Linked DNA regions of Mus musculus: region 2 is linked to region 1. The links are chromatin contacts, called in public ChIA-PET maps. All regions are on one chromosome and are shown on one strand. The core of a region is the stretch at or near the end of the contact, and the rest is flanking DNA. Distances in the headings are between cores, read along the strand shown.

What was found. ChIA-PET counts read pairs in DNA pulled down with a chosen protein or histone mark.
Region 2: an RNA polymerase II ChIA-PET map of memory CD8 T cells shows a contact between it and region 1, with 23 read pairs. The contact joins the promoter of Gpsm1 here to the enhancer-like site in region 1. A contact is called at or near these places in 1 of 39 promoter capture datasets (embryonic stem cells), 1 of 484 Hi-C or Micro-C datasets (the N1E-115 cell line), 3 of 115 datasets of contacts at active chromatin or transcription factors (acute myeloid leukemia, embryonic stem cells and memory CD8 T cells) and 3 of 9 other capture datasets (adipose tissue, embryonic stem cells and pancreatic islet).

What each region holds. Positions count from the first base shown.
Region 1 is chr2:26,054,007-26,056,706 of GRCm38.p6, reverse strand. Nacc2 (nucleus accumbens associated 2, BEN and BTB (POZ) domain containing) reads left to right here. Exons shown (of 6, transcript NM_001037098.1): 6 at 1-1,171. Among named protein-coding and RNA genes, the nearest start is that of Ubac1, 34 kb to the right of the region's middle. Within about 2 kb of position 1,441, at least 41 of the 459 cell types and tissues checked have an H3K27ac peak or open chromatin away from gene starts, as enhancers often do. A contact at or near this core is called in embryonic stem cells and memory CD8 T cells, where this site is marked.
Region 2 is chr2:26,314,258-26,316,957 of GRCm38.p6, reverse strand. It overlaps Gpsm1 (G-protein signalling modulator 1 (AGS3-like, C. elegans)), which reads right to left and starts at 1,425. Exons shown (of 14, transcript NM_153410.5): 1 at 1,238-1,425. The coding sequence starts at 1,305. Gm52505 (a long non-coding RNA gene) reads left to right here. Exons shown (of 2, transcript XR_003953775.1): 2 at 532-1,609.

The DNA of each region.
Region 1 (2,700 bases), core at 192-2,691:
CAGAAAGGGGCTGTGAGAGCTGGCAAGCTGACAGGGCCAGTCCCCTCCAAGGGACTGTGGGGTGCCTGCTGCTACCTGCTTCAACAGCAGGACCTTCCCAAGCCCAGTGCATGTTGTGCTCTGCCCCACTGTCCTCTGCTTGGGTTCCCTAAAGATGGTGATTCTTAGCTGACTTGGGGAAGAGCAGGTGGCCTATCAACCAGCTGAAAACTCGAAAGACCCTGTTAGAACCTGCTTGCCGCAGATCCCAGATGGGAATGGCGACAAGCACATGATCTGTCAGCTTTACGCACTTCACTTCGTGGAAAGGTGCTGCTGCTGGGTGGTTCTGCATGTCAGGCAGCTCAGCCTATGCTGCTAGAAGAAGGGCTCAGTACAAAGTGTTTCAAAAGTGGCAAAGGTGTTTGCTTTGTTTGTTTTGTTTTCCTAGAAAGGAAAAGGATGCAGGATCTAAAACCTTCTGATTGAATAGCCTCTGCTTGTGTCCCATTGGTCCCCTCACTGCAAGCTCGATTGTGATTTTTATGTCAAAGGAAGCCAAAATTTGCAATACTATTTTTAGCAGACAAAAAGATAACTCGGTATAAAATGTATAAATATTTTTGACTTGAACATTTTGGGTGTCTCTGGGTGCAAGAAGAACATTAATCCCTTCAGGGGGATGTTTGGAGAACAGGACCGGAGGAAGGGGGTTGTTTTGAAGGCACTGTCCAGGGGTTAAAGTAGCATCATAATTCATGACTGTTAGGAATTAAGTTAATAAAGTCAGTGCTCCCCTACCTCTAAGGAGGCCTTCACAGAACCACTGAGCTAGAGCAGACACCACATCTTGGCTTTCTTTTTAGGGAGGAGGAGGCTTTGGTTTTTGGTTTCTTTTGGTTTCCTTTTGTTTTGTCCCTCCAGCATCCTCCTCTCTCTGTGCTGTGACCCCCGTAGTGACAAGACTGTTACTTTGTAGCCATGGCTGAAAACATTGTATCTATAACAACAACAAAAAATAAAACAAACAAACACAGCTATGTCCGCAAGCCGACCAGGGAAACCCTAGAGCTTTGAGCCTGTGCTCAGAGCTGTTTCAGAAGTGGAAATCCATGACAAAAGGATGTTCTCGTTAACTGTAAGGCGCTTTGTAAAGTTCACATTTACAGAATAATAAAGTCAATTCAAACCCAGCTTTCCTGACCTTTGCTTGACCAGTGGGAATGGGGACACAGTATTGGAGAGAAGTTGGGAAGAGATTTAGCTGTGGAAGAACATGGGGCTGCCTGTCCCCAAAAAGTCGCTATTTGAGAGAGATATGAGGGTGCCACTGCCTAGACTGAGTAATGGTTTTATTCAATGTATTGTCTACAAAATGGCTCTTCCTCTTCATCTGGCCCACCTGCCCTCCCTCCTTTGGATGTGTGGCTCCCTATGTCCCCTCCCCTTGGCCAGGCCTGCCCCCAAGTGGGCAGAGGGACAATTGCATGTGGGTGGAGCTTATCTGGGCTGCACTGGGGTTCTGGGTTTAGGCCTGGCAGCTGTTCTTCCCTTGCCGTGGGTGAGCAGGCTTTAACATGAGTCTCGGAAGAGGGTCCTGGAAGCAGCCTCTGGGGTCTTACCCTGAACCCTGACTCTGTACGTCCCATTACTAAAGATGACTCCCTTCTGAACCTTATTGCTCATGCTTTTGCAGCCCGTGAGGGGTTTCCCCAGGGCCACTTTTGGTTACCTGATGGGATCCCAATCTCTGGCTCCCTTTCTATGCTTCATACTACCTGCTCTGTGGAGTTCGAGATAGATTCCCTAACTCACCTGTGTTTGTTTGTTTTTGTCTCATCTGGAGCTAGTAGGTCTGTGCCATGTATATGTCCCCAGAAAAAGGTGTCCTGGAGCCCTGTCCAGCACAGCATGGTCACTCTCCTCCTCCCCCTCCTCTCCTTCTTCCTCTTCCTTTCTTCGTCTTCCTTCTCTCTCTCCCCCACCCCTTTTCTGAGACAGGGTTTCTCTGTGCAGCCTCAGCTCTCCTGGAACTCACTCTGTAGACCAGACTGGCCTTGAGCTTAGAAATCCACCTGCCTCTGCCTCCCGAGTGCTGGGATTAAAGTTGTCCACCATCACCCAGCTCAATCGCCCTCTTAAAGGAGTGTTTGAGGTAGGATACTGGTTTAGGCTCATCCAGAGCCATCTCCTATGGGAGCCTCAATGCTCCCACCCTGTCCCCATCCAAATGCTCAAAGAACAAGGACACAGGTGTGAGAGGTGAGCATTAAGCCCCCCCCCTTTTACATCCTACCACCAACTCCAGCTTGGTCCAGAGTCAATGGATCCATGCCCACATTCAGGGGAGGGGCAGGGTGGGGGAACAATAGAGACACATCCCTTTTCAGGACATATTACCCTGGCTCTAAAATCCCTACCTCTGCAGCCACCACCCCCACCTAGCCTTCATCCACTCAGGCTGGATTCTTAGCCATGCACTTTGACTGTTAAGGAACCAGAAAGGGCATAGGCCAGAAGGCCCCAAGGCCTGTGGGGGTCAGGGAGTATTGATGCAAGACAGGTTTTGTCTTAACAGGAACTTTGAAATTGGTCACTCAGTGCATGTCAAATGCCAGAGTCATTCTGGCTTTCCAAGAAAGAGAAGGCTGTGAAGTGCCACTAGGGGTTTGACCCTGTGACCTGGAAGCCTCTGACAAAATCTGCTATGCTCAGGAAATG
Region 2 (2,700 bases), core at 176-2,675, 260 kb before region 1:
ACAGCTTTGAGACCTGTGCTCTGAATGTCCACCTCCCTCTCTTACATGCGAGCACTCGCACACACATACATACACACACGCACACGCACATGCACACACACGTTGCAGTCTGCCTAGTAGACACCTCCTTCTCACAGGGGTGGCTGGCCCTGAGTTAAATGTGACCCCACAGAGCCTCTGCTCCCAGGGGACTCCAAGAAGCTGCTAGCAAACCTCTTACCCTTGCACTAGAACTTGGAGGAGGGTGTGGGGCTCAGGCATGATCTTCAACACCACACAATGGGGACACTGTCTCTGAGCTGCAGCATTAGAACACTGTATTAGAACGGGACGGCAAGGATCTGTTCGCCAGGCACCAAGCCCTCATTTTGCTCTTTGGGGGTACTAGGCAGAGCTTGGCTAGCTGATGAACCACCCCACTTGAGTAGATTTCTTCAGGGTTGACCCCTAACAGGGAGACCCCAGATATGGGGAAGGGCTAGACGAGGTGGGGGCCAGAAGCTAACTGAAGGATGCTGGGCCTTCCTTTAGGTCTGATGACAGCCCCTGCCCAGAACTCAGGCCGGTCCAGCTCAACCTGAAGCCAGAGTGAACTGACAGCTCTGGTCCACTTCTGGGATCAGCATCTCACCGGAGAACACCCTCATCCATCAAAAGGGAGTCACCAGGGAGGCATGGAGCCAGGGGCAGGACTATCCTGTCATTCCCAGTGGGCGGGCACACAGCACAGACCGCTCGATCACCTGTGAACCTGCCTGGAAGGCAAATGCCTTTGTAGGGAAGCACACACCCACTTGCCTGGCTCAGGCCCAGCTCCTTCTGGCCTAGGGCTGGGGATAGCTAGTGAAGGCAGGGCCCCATCATGACAGCCTGGGTCGTGGCCATGCTACACCAACACCGGGTCACGGCAGTGTCAGGCTTGAGAAGAGAACTCCAGATAACGAAGACTGGCATCCATGCTACTCAGGGTCCCGCAGAGCCGGGTGGTGGAGTGCCCGCCCCGTAAGCCCTTTTGGCATCAGGACAGGGTTGCAGGCAGAACCCAGTCCCAACCCCTCTACCGCGAAACTGATCTTTGGGCCCTGGGCCCCGCGCCCCCACCGCTCCCTACGCAGATCCAGGGAGGCGCGTCCCCGGCCACGTTGCGCGTCGCCGCAGCAGCCTTTGTTCTGGGCCGGCAGCCTCCCGCCCGCGTCTGCCGCTCAGGTCCCCGTTCCCATCCCGGTCCTTGAACTACCTGGAGTAGAGGCGCCTGGAGGCCGGGCCCGGGAGCTCCTCGGCCACGGGCGGGGCCGGGCTCGCCATGAGTCGGGGACGCGCCGAGCAGGAGCACCGCCCCGCTCTGCGGCCGTCCGCCTGCCGATCTGCCCGCCTGTCCGCGCGTCCGTCCGCCTGTCCGCGCGTCCGCGGGAGACGCCGAGGAAGTGATGTGCTGGGGTGCCGCCGCCCCTCCCGCCAGAGCTGTGATGTCACCGCCGCCAGGCGGAGGGAGGGTGGGGAGGGGCAGGCGCCCACCGGCCACCACTGCGGCGGTCCCGCCTACCGTGGGGTGGGCGGGGCTCTGTCTTTGAGGTCCAGTGCAAGGAGAGTCCTGCTCTAGTGTGGACAATGCTGTGTTTCCTTTTCTTTGGGGGGGAAGCCCTGCTAAGCCTGGAGTTTAGTGCTTTTTCTTACACACACACACACACACACACACACACACACACACACACACACACACGAGAGTTTGCTGTCACACACACATCCTGTTCCTTTCCTGTCACCTCTTGTGGGGTACAGGCCATGCAGATGCTCCTGGGGCTAAGGAGAAAACAGGTCTTCCTAGATGGAGTCAGGGTGGGAGGATGCTGTCCAGCCCTAGGCAAGTCTCTACCTTCCTAGGGCTTTCACCACCAGATTTCATGTTGAATTTCATCTGTGAAATGCAAGCGTTTGGAAAACATACTGGAAGAACACCAGGAGCCCACGTGGGAGGCTGGCCGTTGCTCATTCATCTGCCTACCCTCCTCTGAGTTCTCCCAGGACCCTGAGGATCTGAACCTCGGAGTGATCTTTCTTCATCCAACTTGAGTAGCCTTGGAGCCTTCACCTCAGCCAACCCCCAGCCAGCCACAGGGCACCATCTGGACAGCCAGTTCCATTGGGACTCACCCAGGTCTCTGCTCTTCTCTCCAGGCCACTCTAAATCTTCTTGAAAACGTAGCTGTGACCCTCAGTGGAACAGGAACATGTCAGGGTGCAGACTATGGCAGTGTCCTTGGCAGTTTTTCTGCACCCCTGGACCCTGGTCTGAAGAGGGACACCATGCCAAGGTCACCCCAGACAGACCCTGCAGACGCAGCCCACAGTACAGTGGCTTCAGGCGGAGAAAAATGGCAACAAAAACAAACACAAGATAAAACTGGGCTGTTGGCCCTGAGCTAGTTTGTTTTCCTAGGAAGGAGCAGGAGCGAGCAATGAGAACCATCTGTGCCTGGGGCGAGGCGCAAGCTTGCTGCTGTCCCCACACCTCCCCCTAAGACCACAGGAGCCAGGGCTTGCTCTCTCTTGGCTAAGGCAGAGTGTGTGTTATGGCTGGCCAGGCACCACCCACGTTTGCTGAAGTCTCGGGCCTGGTCCCTAGCAGACCCTGGCTCTGGAATGCAGGCGCTTCCTGGTTGCCTTCAAAGGATACAACATACACATGGAGGCTGCTATGAC